2 separate regions of the Mus musculus genome follow, and region 2 is linked to region 1. A link is a contact called in public promoter capture Hi-C data. All regions are on one chromosome and are shown on one strand. Each heading gives the region's core, a stretch centred on a gene start, on an enhancer-like site or on the middle of the called end of the contact. The rest is flanking DNA. Distances are from core to core; before and after follow the strand shown. Region 1 holds the start of H2-Aa (histocompatibility 2, class II antigen A, alpha). Region 2 holds the start of Sapcd1 (suppressor APC domain containing 1).

The links. Promoter capture Hi-C pulls out the DNA fragments that hold promoters and counts their contacts.
Region 2: a contact with region 1 is called in a promoter capture Hi-C map of neutrophils, with 2.8 times the contacts expected there. The contact joins the promoter of Sapcd1 here to the promoter of H2-Aa in region 1. A contact is called at or near these places in 1 of 39 promoter capture datasets (neutrophils) and 1 of 115 datasets of contacts at active chromatin or transcription factors (bone marrow-derived macrophages).

Annotation. Positions count from the first base shown.
Region 1 is chr17:34,286,171-34,290,178 of GRCm38.p6, forward strand. H2-Aa (histocompatibility 2, class II antigen A, alpha) reads right to left here and starts at 1,653. Exons shown (of 5, transcript NM_010378.3): 1 at 1,512-1,653. The coding sequence starts at 1,596.
Region 2 is chr17:35,025,716-35,029,723 of GRCm38.p6, forward strand. Sapcd1 (suppressor APC domain containing 1) reads right to left here and starts at 2,301. Exons shown (of 4, transcript NM_023893.4): 1 at 2,082-2,301; 2 at 1,729-1,869; 3 at 979-1,071; 4 at 244-742. The coding sequence starts at 2,195. The coding sequence ends at 650. Msh5 (mutS homolog 5) reads right to left here. Exons shown (of 25, transcript NM_001146215.2): 23 at 3,938-4,008; 24 at 3,481-3,554; 25 at 2,890-3,137. The coding sequence ends at 3,026. It overlaps Gm52318 (a long non-coding RNA gene), which reads left to right and starts at 1,833. Exons shown (of 2, transcript XR_003952415.1): 1 at 1,833-1,921. Vwa7 (von Willebrand factor A domain containing 7) reads left to right here. Exons shown (of 17, transcript NM_138582.1): 17 at 1-1,026.

The DNA of each region.
Region 1 (4,008 bases), core at 403-2,902:
ACTTCAGCACTGACTTGTTAGCTGAGCAAATGCTTTACAGAGCGAGTATTGAGTGGTGATTGCTAATTTTGAGGCCCGTGGAGACTTTGGGGATGATGGGAAGGCTGCAGAACCTTGTGAAAGTCACTGTCAGGGATGACCTGGGCTGCATTGGGACCGGTATGTCCCATGCACTTAGCTTTTGGGCTCTTCCTAGATGAAAATATTGAAGGTCATATTCTATATATAAGAAAATGTAACACAGGCTAAATTAAAGTCAAAGCATTTTCTTAGATCTTGAAACTTTCACTTTTTTCTAAATTAAAAAGAAGTAGGGATATTTTCATGTAGCCCTTCAGTTATATGTTCCTCAGAACTGTGCCCACTGTGCCCGCTCACACCAGATTAAGGTGCCCTAGTGTGACACTGAAGAAATTGGGGACAAAGAAGCCACCACCCCCACCCACCCTCCATGAGGGATAGGTGAGACTTCCATCTCCTGCCAAAGCTGGAAAGAGAGCAGCCACTCTTTGCAAGGACGCTCAACCCCTTTCACTTCCTGTTTCAGACATTTGACTTTTCAACTGCTATTTTACACAAGCTCCTATTCACGCCTGTAAAACAGCGTGGAGTTAAGGAGAGATATGACAGAGGACATGGAATGTCGGCAGAGTGTGGAGGGAGGTGGGCAGCTCAGGAGGAAGGCCACAGGCTCCTGTAGCTTGTGCTTGCCTGGGTTGTTACAGAACTTCATGGGGTATAAATGGCCTATAGAACAGGCAGCTCACATTCCTTACTTTGTTACAAAAATGTTCAATGGTATCTATAATGGAAAGAAAGAGGAAGATGGCATTTAAAGCATTTACTAATGAATGGATACATTCTTGAGACATGATCTCACTAGGGGATCAGGCTATCCTTGAACTCACAATCCTCCTGCTTGGGCACCTTAGCACCGTAGTTACTGCCAAGCACTGCCAGGCCCACCCAGCGTTGCCTTCACTATTTTTAAAGCACATCTACATATTTATTTGACTTGTCACTTGTGAGTTGACACGTGAGGAAATCCAAAACCACTAAGATCGTCGGGTAAAATAGTGACCTCCTTCTCTCACTTCCCACCAGGGCCAGCTCCTAGCTTGAAAAAGGTGTGTGGAAACCACCACACAAGGGAAGCATTTGCTGTATATTTGTGAACATGATTCACGGAAAGGTTTTCCTCAGAGTACACTACAGGTACAAAGGCTTCAGAAACTCACAGAAATTTTAGAGTCATAGTAATTATGGAAATTAGATTTTCAGTAATGAAAATCATTTATTCGTGGGAAACACTCCCAATTCCCAATTTCTTCCTTCCCTCACTGGGCCCACTAGTAGAATCATGGTTTGGTGGATTGTGAGCTGACCAACCAGAGCCTCCTGAAGAATGGATCACACAGTTGTTAGACCTCTTCATATTGAGAATTTGTATCTCCCTCTTCTGTGGGTTTCCCATTGCCCGGCTCCAGGCATCCCTCAGCTGCACAACTCACCCTCAATGTCGTCTTCACCTCCACAGAGGCTGAGCATGGTGGTCAGGGCGAGGACCCCCAGAATCAGAGCTCTGCTGCGCGGCATCCTGGTCTCTGGGAGGTCTCTGAAGCTGCTCTCCTGAGTCTTCAAGAGATTGTGAGGATCCAGCCAAGGAGATCACACACCCAAACCAAACTCGCCAGAACCAATCAGAAAATTCTCTTGTGATGACGTCAAAGTTGCCAGCTGCAGACTTTGTATTAGGAGGCCTGGAAGAGGCTAGGGGAACTCCCTGAACCTGCTGCAGGCTCTACTCAGAGTAGACCCGAGAGAGTGCCTGGGAAGAAGTGGGTTCTAAGTCAGACTCTTTCTCTTGTGCTTATGTGCACAGATGGCAAGAGAGGAGGGGATTTCTGAACATGGACAGGCGAACTCACCCACAATAATATTGTTCTTCATAACTGTCTGGGCTGCACTGTTCAGAAAGCCTCCCCCCCCCGAATTTATTTCTTTCCTGGTGCCCCTCCAACTTCGACACCCAGTTACTTTCTCTTGCTTGCATGCATCATGAGTTAGCTGGTTTTTCTTTATTTCTTCCCATAGTGTGTGCAGAGTACTCCAAATTGTGAGATGATCCACCTACCCAAGGTGTCCCCACAGACTGTGGTCAGTCAATGGCTTTGCTCTTTCTGCTTGTGTAAACCCGGTTGGTGAGGTTCTTTGCTCTGGGCAGTAGCCCTGGTGTTACCAGATGGAACACAGAGCTGTGAGGACCTATCTGGCACCTAGAGGAGTGCACAGTGCTTTATCCAGATTTCACCTCTCCTTTTGAGCAATCTTTGTATTCTAAAGGAAATTTAGGGACACTGAACACACACAAGAAAGTTATGGGTAGCTCAGTTATTCTTAAAATATTTTTTAATTTTTATATTTAGTGTCAGGTAGAAAGGATTTTTTTCTAACTTAGAAAAGTATCTTTCTTTCACAAACTACTGGATTTTCCAAATTTGCTGCCCCCTTATGTGACATTTCAGAAAAGTGTGGGAGTCTGAGGCTTAAGTCTCAGCAACCATTGTGGGTTCTCTTGCTTATAGAAGACTGAGTTTTCTGCATTCTGTGGAGAACACAAGCTCCTGGACATTTGAGACCAGCTCTTCTGTCCTCCTGAGATGAGTGTGCAAGCCCTTGCACTTCAAAGGGGACCACAGAGGGGTGGGACAGGACACCCCAGCATCTGCCTGGACACAATGAAGTAGATGCTGGGTGCAGCTTTTGCCTCCTTCTAGGCAAACATATTAAGGTAATCACGGAGTTTCTCTACGTGCACCCATTTGTTAGTGGAATAAGGGAAAATTCCCTTTAGATAGTAGTAGTGACCAGTTTTGAGTGTTTAGGTTATAGTGCCCTGCTATTCAGCCAAATACCCAGGTATCTGTGGAGGTATTTTGTGGATGTGATTAAATCTGTAACCAGATGATGTTAAGTAAGAGAGATGATCCTGGACAATCAGGCTGAGTTGTCCACAGCTGGGAAGCCTTAATAGCAAGAGGAGGCTTGTCTGAGGAAGGGGAGTCACTGTGTCCTCTGCCTGCACTGAGTTTACATCTGCCCCTGGGGCCTTGGCCATGCCAGTTCACCCCACAGCTATATAAGCGAAAGCAACAGTTTTCTTCGTATGTCTCCCCACCAGCTTTACATCCTTGGCTCCAACAGGCCTTTACTGGGAGGCCCAGTGATCTGGCTGGCAAGGTTTCTCTTTCCCTTTCTCTGGTGAACAGGATCATGGGAGAAGAGTAACTTACAGGTACCCGGTGACCCAGAGGCAGCTACACACACACACACACACACATACACACACACACACACACACACACACAGCCCACCCCTATATAGACAGTGACTCACAAAAGCTGCATCCGTGAAGTCCCCTGCACAACTTGCAGGCAGCTCCATAGGAGAGTGCCCTGTGGAGAATATGTGGTCAGTTCTAACAGCAGACCTCTACTCGGTAATAGAAAGGAAAAACTACAGACAGAAATCAAAGCAGAGATGAGGGGCAGAGAGCCGTCTCAGCAGAGAAGAGCACTGGCTGCTCTTGCTGAGGACACAAGATCAGATCTCAGCACCCACATGGCAGCTCACAACCAGCTGTAACTTCAGCTGCAGGGAATCTGATGCCCTCTTCTGACCTCTGAGGGCACAGCACACACATGGTAAAAAAAGCACACATGCACACGCACACACAAACTTAAAAATAAATTAAAAAATAAAAGCAAAGATGAGCATCCACAAAACCAAAGAAATCAGAAACAAGAAGACATACTGAGGCTGGAGGGATGGCTCTGACTGCTGCAAAGGTCAGGGCTCCCACATGGGGCCCACAGTGGTCTGGAACTCCAACTCCTGGGCACCCACTGGCCTCCCTTGGGACTTTTATGTGTGCGGTGCACATAAACTCATGCAGGCATACACATATACAGATAAATAAGAGCAGTAAATAAATATTTTAAAGAGATT
Region 2 (4,008 bases), core at 1,051-3,550, 740 kb after region 1:
AAGGCATGCACCACCGCTGCCCGGCTCCCTTATCTTTCTAAAATGAGTAGATTGGCATAACCAGGTGGTACCTACCTGTCGCCCCTGTAACAGGGAGGACTGCTGCTGTGAGTTCAAGGCCAGCCTGAGCTATGAGACCCTAGCTCAAAATCCACATCAACCAAAACCAGAAGATTGGGATGGAGGGTGATGGGTTTCCCTTGGGGTGCTTTTCCTAACCCCAACAGGAGCCAAACCAAAGGCTTTTTTTTTTTTTTTTTTAATAAGGAAGCTGCTGTTTATTCCAGAAGCAGAGCAGGACACAGGGCACAGAGCAGCACACAGGGCACCAGATGGTGCAGTTTTCACTCTAAGTTCCAGGGCAGCTGCTTTAGCTTAGTTTTGCTTCAGCTGAAGGCGAGTCTCAGTGATCACGCCTTCTCACCGGATACACTGGGGAAAGACGGTTGTTGTGCACGATGAAGGGGAGAGCGAGGGCAAGGGGCATGGAGAAGGAGCTGTGGACACTTTGTACCAAGCTGTCTGAATTTCTCAGCCTGGAGCCCCCTGGCTGCTGAGTTAAGATGAAATCGGGGTGGGGAGGGGCAGGAGTATTCTGACTCCAACCCCACCCCTTACTCACCAGTGCAGGGAGGGGAGGGTCTCCTGTCTACACAAGGGTAGGCCCCTTTGGCCCTGGGGGAGCCTGGCTGACCACCTCTCCCGTGGACTGGGTGACTCCTTTCCGATGCTTTGACAACTCCTAAAAGAGAGAGAATCCGCCCTGCCCTGCACCGTCCCCCACCCTGTGGGTTTGTCAGCCAGGGCTCAACCCCTGTCAGTTCACCCATTGCCACCAGAAGTTCTCTTGCCCTGACATTCCCTCCTGGTCCTGGACTGTGTGGGAGTCAGCCAGTGCATATGGACGAGGCTAAATCAGTACGACTCCAAAAGCCCCGTCCGTCCCCGAAGTCTAGAAATTAAAACTAATAAACTCACCTTGTGAATCAGACTGTGCAGACAAGCATTCACCTTTTGAATCCGGGTTAGCAGAGGGGCATCAGTCTCTGAATGCAAGTCCATCAGAAAGTCCTAGGCAGGGTTGGAGGGTGACCGAGTGCTGGAGACAGGTCCTCCTGCCACTTCCTCACCACGGGCCACTCTTCTCATCAGATTCCCTTCTCCCAGAACCCTTCCAGACAGATGGAAAGGCCAGCCCTCTCTCTCCACCTCCATCTTTTTTTTTTTTTGGTTTTTGGAGACAGGGTTTCTCTGTAGCCCTGGCTGTCCTGGAACTCACTCTGTAGACCAGGCTGGCCTCGAACTCAGAAATCTGCCTGCCTCTGCCTCCCAAGTGCCGGGATTAAAGGCGTGGGCCACCACTCCACCTCCATCTCTTAAAATTGCAGTCAGTTCCTTTCAAACTACCTGGAACCCCACCCCCACCCTGGAACCCCACCCCCACTCCTGTTCCTTATGGGTCTTCTCCCCCCCCCCCCCCCCCCGCCCAGTGAGAGACACCCAGGCCACTCTCTGATTCTCTGTGGGGTGCTCAGATGGAGTCCCTCTGAATGGAATGCAGACCACTTCTTCCAGCACAATGAACACTGGTGGCTGTCCTGTCATTTCCAATGCTATTCCAGTTCATGTGCCCTGCCCGTTAACCCTCCCCTTCCCAGAGCAGCCTTTGAGGTCCACGTGCTCCCTGCTTCTCCCTCCCCAGCCCGTGCACAGATGGCTGCCCCCTACCTCGCCAAGGGCCCCCAGCTGCAGCTGCCGTTGCTGGGTCTCCCTCAGCCGGTCTGCGAACCAGGCCTGGCCATGCTCCAGCAGCTCCAGGCCCTGCCACAGAGCATCTTGTTCCCTCTCCAGAGCCTGCATCATCTGCAGCTGGCTTAGAGGAGACACAGGCCAAAACGACTCACTCCCAGCAGGACCCTAGGTATGGCAATCTCCTCTAAAGGGCTCACTATCTGATCACTAAGGATTTGAATAACAAAGGAATACAGAGGGAAAGTCTGTGGGTCCTCAGTTGAGAGGAAATATATGCAGGGTACATCATGGGAGGGGATGTCCCAAGACTGAGTTGGTCTCGCACTCACCCAGAGGAAGAAGTTCTGGGCTCCTGGGTCTTGGCGGCTTGTCCCCAGTGGTAGCAGCAGAACAGTGTAGGGCGCTTGCACCAGGGGTGGCCCACCAGGACCTGGGCTCTCCATGGCTCTAAAGTAGGAAGGGCGGAGCCGGGGCTGGTCCCTCCCCAACCCATCTTCTACCCATCCTGCCTTGTCTTTCAGCCTGTGAGGCCAGGATAATTCTTAAGGCAACAGATAGCTTCCCTTAAACTGTGTGTCAACCTTCATTTTTGTTTTTGTGGTTTTTGTTTTGTATAGTCTGTTGGAAGTAGCTTGTCCTCATTGAGTCCCAAGGACAGAATCTAAATTTATTTAAAGTTTTATTTAGAGTCAGGGTCTCCCTGTGTAGCCTAGCTAGCCTGGAACTCACTATATAGACCAGGCTGGCCTCAAACTCAGAGCTCCACCTGCCTTTGTCTTCCCAGTGGTAGAATTAAAGGTCTGCACCATCGTACCTGCATTTATTTATTTATACCACCATTCCTGACTAAATGTAATTATCTACTTGTTAGTTTATGTGTATGTGTGTGTCCATGAGCTTATGTGTATTCCATGTGTCCCAGAGCCCCTGAGACTAGAAGAGGGTGTAAGATCCCTTGGAACTGGAGTGACACACAGATGTGACCCACCATGTGGTTCTTGGAACCAAAGCCACTTTCTCTGCAAGAGCAGTCAGTGCCTCTAATCACTGAGCATCTGCCCAGCCCAACTGTCACTATATTTGAGTGACTTCCCCCTGTCCCAGCTGATGTCCTGTTGGGTGACCTAAGGAAACACCTTGATCTAAAATAAGCTTTATTCCTAGCACAAGACACAATGTGCAAACTGAGAACTCTGCAGTAAGGGAAAAAAAAAAACCCGAAAAGGCATGGTAGGCCCCGGGGCTCAGGTAGCTGGGAGGCGAGGGAGGACTCTCAGAGGATGGTGGGAGCAGCGGGCAGCACTTCCTGACTAATGAAAATGTCCAGGTCCAGGGTGGGATCCTCCAAGTCCAGTTTTAGAAACGTATCCACCAGTGCCTGGCAGCTGCAGGAGAGACAGAACAGTGTGGCTGCTGGGTCGCCAACTCCCTATGCAGACAGAGGGGAGGGTCTGTGCGGGAAACTGCAGCCTTGGAGAGCCAAGCGTTTCAAAAGCAGCCATGGATACTGAGTTGGTTTTGTTTGTCGTTTTCTGACAAGGTCTTGCTATGTAGCTCAGGCTGGCCTTGAACACCAGGCTTACAGGCACGTGCCCGTGCCACACCTGACTTGGTGAGGAGAAGGAGGAGGAGGAGGAGGAGGAAGAGAGCACGGGGCTGCAGAAAGATGGCTGGGGCCAGGTGAGGGAGAACACAGGAGCTGTGGGGAGCATGGCAGGCCCCACTCACTTTTCCATTTGGTTCCTCCTCAGAAGCTCATTCGTGGCCTTGATGGGTTTCCCACTGCGGATCAAGTCTGAGACCTAGCACAGAGGCACAGGGAGGATGGGGTGAGGACGTTAGGGAAGAGGGGAAATGAGGGTCAGAAGTCCTGTGGGCCTACAAGTCCAGAGTTTCAAGAGGAACAGGAAAGAGGGTGCAGAGATGCCTCAGCAGCTAAGAGCACTGACTGCTCTCTCAGAGAACCTGGGTTCAATTCCCAGCACCCACTGGCAGCTCACAAACCATCTGTAACTCCAGTGTCCTGAGATTGATGTCATTTTCTGACCTCCACAGACACCAGGCACATGTGGTGTATTTATATAAATTCAAGGAAAACACTCATATGCATAAGATAAGTCAATCTTAAACTTAGCAAGAGGAGCAGTGTACTTGAGGGGGCCCGAGGTGGGGTGGTGCTCATTACCTCTTTGCCACGAGCAATGAGTGGGTCAGGAAGCCCAGCCTGGGCCGCTGTGTGGGAGGCGTGGCTGGCAC